Linked DNA regions of Hordeum vulgare: region 2 is linked to region 1. The links are chromatin contacts, called in public Hi-C maps. All regions are on one chromosome and are shown on one strand. The core of a region is the stretch at or near the end of the contact, and the rest is flanking DNA. Distances in the headings are between cores, read along the strand shown.

The links. Hi-C and Micro-C count contacts between places; a contact is called where the count stands out from the background.
Region 2: a Hi-C map of leaf shows a contact between it and region 1, with 2.4 times the contacts expected there. The contact joins the enhancer-like site here to the promoter of LOC123399936 in region 1. A contact is called at or near these places in 2 of 6 Hi-C or Micro-C datasets (leaf and seedling).

Annotation. Positions count from the first base shown.
Region 1 is chr5H:137,292,376-137,295,075 of MorexV3_pseudomolecules_assembly, forward strand. LOC123399936 reads left to right here and starts at 1,335. Exons shown (of 12, transcript XM_045094327.1): 1 at 1,335-1,609; 2 at 1,750-2,038. The coding sequence starts at 1,578. LOC123452472 (pentatricopeptide repeat-containing protein At4g02820, mitochondrial) reads right to left here and starts at 1,174. Exons shown (of 2, transcript XM_045129123.1): 1 at 865-1,174; 2 at 1-739. The coding sequence starts at 1,137.
Region 2 is chr5H:138,153,699-138,156,398 of MorexV3_pseudomolecules_assembly, forward strand. No RefSeq gene overlaps it. Among protein-coding and RNA genes, the nearest start is that of LOC123397786, 190 kb to the right of the region's middle. Within about 2 kb of position 1,388, at least 3 of the 3 cell types and tissues checked have open chromatin away from gene starts, as enhancers often do. A contact at or near this core is called in leaf and seedling, where this site is marked.

The DNA.
Region 1 (2,700 bases), core at 85-2,584:
CGCCGTAAACAAACTCTGCTGCCGCAATATCGCCAAACCTTGTAAGCGAAGTAAGCATGCACTTGTACTCGGCGTCGCTGAACTTCCTGAAGGTTTGCCTCATCTTGCTCCACACCCTGTCCAAGTTACCTCTGTCTGACAGGCTTGCGTACATGGTGAGAAGTGACGAGTAGGCGGCTCGCTCCTTTCTGGAGGCCCTCTTTTCCATCTCCACAAGCGCATCCCGGCCTTTGACATGAAGACCGGCATTGATGTAAATGCTAGCCAGCAGGCTGAAGGTCATCCAGTCAGGGACCACCCTGTCATCTTTCATGAGATCAAAGACCTTCTCGGCGCTTTTCACGCTGTTCTTCCTGGAGCAGTAGGTGAGCCATATGTTGTACGTGACCAGGTCTGGGATGGTGTACCTCCTGAGCTCCTTGATCATCTCGGGCACCTTCTCCAGCTCACCGACCGACATGTAGAGCGACATCATGTGATTGAATGGGAGCGCGCACGTGAGATACCCTGCGTCGGCCATCTCCTTGAGCATGGCCTCGGCCTTGTCGCGTGCGCCGTGCTGCACGTAGGCGTGCAGGAGGGAGTTGCAGGTGGACGGCCCCTTGGCTCGCTCGGGGACGTCCTCGAAGAACTTCTCGGCGCTAGCCAGGCCCCGCACCTTGGCGACGAGGTCGAGGTGCACGGCGTGGTCCCCTGGCAGCAGCCTGATCTCCGGCTGCGTCCTCATCCACTCGCAAATCTGCATTCGGGCGGGGCGGGGCGGGGTCAGGTCGACAGGCAATACGGCGAACAGGTGGCGGGCGGGCGGGCGCGCGCTGGTAGCTAGGTGCAACGCGTCGGCGTCGGCGCGGCAATGTCGCGTACCTCGAGGGCGTGCTTGAAGCGACGGTACTTGCGGAGCTCGCGGACGACGCGGTTGAGCTGGTACTTGTGCACCGCGCGGCCTTCCTCCGCCCACCGGCGCAGCACCACCACCGCGCTCCGCTTCGGGTAGATGAGCTTCAGCAGGCGCTTCCCCAGCGTGTCCCCGCCCCCCACGGAGATCGACCCTCCAGCTCCTCCCGTTGACGCCGCCGGGGCGGAGGCGGAGAGCAGCCTCGCGTAGCCGGTGGCGGCCGCTAGCCGGCGGGAGAGCATGGCCTCGCAATATTTTCTTAGGGAGAATTTTTTTTGTCTTTCACTTGGAACTAACGGGCCTGACTCATATAATCAATCTCTCTGGAAGGAGGAGGATGCCTGCCTTCTTCTCAGGCCTGGTACTGGGAGGCCCATCGCAGGCCCACGTAGGAAAAGGCTGTGGGTACAAAACCCCCAGCCCCGAGGGACCTAGGCGCAAGAGCTCCCACCCATCCCCGCCGTGCCCGTGCTCCCCCGTCCCAAGGGGAAGGAGCTCTCTCTCCCCCCCTCCGCAGTCCAAACGAAATTAAGAGAAATCTCCCCCAAAGTTTTCGAATCCTCACCCAAATCGGTTTGAATCGGCCACCCACCCCACCAAACGAACCCATCTGGTTCCGGGCTCTGGTGGCCGTGGCGACTGGCGAGCGAGCGAGCACCCCATCTCGCCCCGCCCGCCTCCCATGGCGTTTCACGTCGCGTGCCCCATCACTTGGTATCATCCCTTTACGTTACACCCCTCTTCCTCCTCCCCCTCCCCCCTCCCCCTCTCGGCCTCGGTATCTCTCGTTCTCTTCACCGCCCGCCCCCCCTTCCTCTCGCGCGCTGACGGCTTCTCTTCCTTCCTTTGTGCAGCCGGAGGGTGTGCGACTGCGAGCTAGGGTTCGGCGCCGCGAGGGCCAGTAACAGGGCGGGGGCATGGGCGGGCGCTGCGGCGGCGCTCGAGGGCTTCCTCGCCGATCCGTGGCTGCTGAGGCCGGCGGGGGCCGGGGATGGCCTAGAGCCCGGCACGGTGCAGGTGGAGGTGCCGCCGCTCGAGCTGCCGGAGGAGGGCGAGGACGAGGCGTGCAGGGCGGCCATGCAGCGCCAGGCCGCCGCCGCCGAGGACTTCGCCAGGCGCCTCGAGGGCGCCTATGGATCTCCGGTGAGCCGAATCTCGGACGCACTTGCTTCTGCCTAGGGCTTATTCCGCCTGGGTTTCCCCGTCCTTGCCAAGGACCTAAGGTTTACGGTTTTTGGTAGCGCTCATGACGATGATTCTAGCTAATATCGGTGTAGGCGCATTTCGGGTTCTGTGCCTTCCAGACTGTTTAGCTGTCTGGTTACTGCGAATTTCCGAAGGTTTTGGTGTAGATTTGTTGGGAAGTCTGAATTGGGATGATAATGGGCTGCTGGGAGATCGAATGCTAGCGCAGCAGTTTGCACCTTTTATGTTCTGAGGTTATAAGAGTGTGTACTGGCTCCAGGTAGGTATTTGCGGGAATCCTGGTTAGATTTTAGAGCCAGGTTTGGATTTTTGGGTAAATACCACTGTCAACATTCTGACATTCATTGCTCATCAGTTTCGTGTGGCTCAGAGGAATTCGATGTCCTTGAGTGGTTGTATGCACGAGGATTATGCCAGATGGAATTGACCATGTCCTTTGCTGATTCCGGTGTATTACTTTGAGTGGACTATAGGGCCGTGCTCTGTCTTTTGAGGTTTTGTTATGCTACGGCCAAGTTGGTATGTTTTGGTGTTTAATAAGTGCTGTGATTACTGGTGCTAGTCTCTGTTGGTTGTGCTTGTGCATAGTTGGTGCTGCT
Region 2 (2,700 bases), core at 138-2,637, 860 kb after region 1:
TTGATGATGTCTCCTAGTAACGGCGCAAGAAATTATTCCTGCTACTTGTGAGTTGCATTGGGTTTTTCCCCGAAGAGGAAGGATGAAATGATAAAGTAGCGGTAAGTATTTCCCTCAGTTATGAACCAAGGTTTATCAAACTAATAAGAGATTTAAGAAAACTTCCCGTCGTGAGCACCTACACACACAAAACCAAATGCTAGCACCCAGCGCGGGCAAGAGAGTCTACTCCCTTTAACTCTTTCCTTGCAAGGATTAATTTTGATAGAGATAGATATATAAAAGTAAAATAAAAATAGAAATTAAATAAAGACATCGAGCTTTTTAGGTATTTAGTAATTTGATTAAGTACACTCTGGGGTCGTAGTTTTCACTAGAGGCTTCTCTCTCGAACGCATAGCATACGACGGGTAAACACATTAATCTTGGACAATTGATAGAAAAACACATAGTTATGATATTATTCATGACAATGATCATGCATATAGGCATCATGTCCATAAACATGTATACCAAAACAATTCTCCATCTACTACTATTACTCCATCAATCAACTGCTATCCAGCATACATCTATGGTATTAAGTTCATAACAAAATGAGTAATGTTTTGGGCAAGATGACATGATGTAGACAAAGTAAGACAAGCAATACGTTCAGACTCCATCATTTTATCCTTAATAGCAACAATATAAATAGATGTCTTGTCCCGTTTTATCACTTGGATATAGAGCACAACAAGATTGAACCTAGTACAATGCACCACTCCCCCTGAAAATAAAGTTTTCTTTGCTACGTTCATCAAATTTGTAAGAAAAATCATCAAATGTGAAAAAAGTTCGTCAAATGTTAAAAAAAAGTTTATCAAACTAAAATACTCATTAATTTGAGAAAAAAAATCATCAAATTTTTAAAAACGTTCATTCAATTTGAAAAAAGTTCATCAACAAAAGTTTTGTGAAGTTGAAAAAAATCATGGATTTAAAGAAAAAGTTCACGAACTATAAAAAATCATCAAGCCATGAAGATGAAAAAAGGAAAAACAAAAACGAAAAAAACATAAGCAAAAAACGAAAAACAGAAGCAAAAAAACAAAAACCAGAAGCAAGAAACGAAACCAGAAGCAAAAAAACGAAAACCAGAAGCAAGAAACGAAACCAGAAGAAAAAAACGAAAACCAAAGATAGAAAAAAGAGGAAAATAAAATTAGTGATAAGATCGATTATGGTGGCGTGGTGGTTACAGCGTGCTAACCCGAGCTGGAGTTCGAGAGTTTGATTCCCATGAAGCCTAAACCTTTTTTTCTTTTCAGAACAGAAAAGAAAAATGCTGAGATGGGTCGGCCCAGCGCGGGTCGTTGCAGGCGCCCGTTAGCGAAATTTCATTATAACGGACGCCCGTGGTGTCAAATAGGATTGGCCGCAGATTCCTGGGACCTCCTAATTTGCGCTGCAGGCGCCAATTAGGTAAACTGGCGCTCACAGCCTCAAGCTTGTGGGCTGGCCCAACAAGTAACTTCGTTCGTTTTCGTTTCTTTCGCTGGATCGCTCGGTTAAATGTGTAATACTGTTGGTTCGTCAAACCATTTGACCGTTGACTTTTAGAAAATAGATCTAAAAAAATTCATCAATTTGAAAAATAGTTCAAAAGCTAGAAAAAGTTCAAAATTTTTATAAAATGTTTCTCAAATTATAAAAAAAGTTGATCAAACTATAAAAAAAGTTCATCAAATTTTAAAATAAGTTCATCAAATTTTAGAAGAGTTCATCAAATTCGAAAAAAAGTTCATCGAATTTTAGAAAAGTTTATGAATTTAAAAAAGATTTCATCGGTTTGCAAAAAAGTTCATTGAATTTAAAAAATAATTCATTGAATTTTTCGTAAAGTTCATAAAACTGAAAAAATGCAATAATTTGAAAAACATAATCCACACATTTAAAAAAAAAGAAAAAGACAAGAAAAACTAAATAAAAGGGAGGAGACGAAGAACTAAATCATATATATTGTGATGGCCTCGTGGTTAGTGTGCTTGCTTCAAAGCCTCATGTCGTGAGTTCGATCCCGAGTTGTAGCACCATATTTTGATCTTTCTTTAAAAGAAATGTGAAACTAGGCCGGGCCAAATGCCGAGCGGAGGCGTCCGTTAGCAAAAATAGGCGTCAAATAGGAAATGCCGAGACTCCTTCGTAAAGCTCATCTTAGAGAAGCAGAAAAAAAAACAGTCTAACAGGTTGGAAACTCTAGGCGATCAGTGACTGCGTGCTGGGTGTCTCCTTCAACTTCTCCTTTGGAGGTTGGAAATCCTATATGGTCAGCAACTGCGCACGTTGTAGTTGTTGGCTCTCCTTCATCTTCTCCTTTGGTATGACCTTGTCGTGGATTTGCGTAACCTTCCAGCAATCCGCTTGGAGGACAAATAGTGACCCAGCTTTCGGTACAAATGCATGCTTCACAACGAGCTACTTAGACATCAAACTTATCAGGTTTTGCAGTAATTAATACACTCTCCGTAAAATAATATAAGAGTGTTTAGATCGCCTCTCCTTTAGCGGCCCCTCCGTCCCCTAGCTTAGATGACACGGGCGGCGACTCCAACCCCGGCCGCGAGCAGCGTCCCTCACCAGCTCGTACCCCTCGCCGCAGCCAGTGGCCACCGCCGGGCAAATCCCGCGTAGTGGTGGTGGCAACGGGGTCTCCTCAGT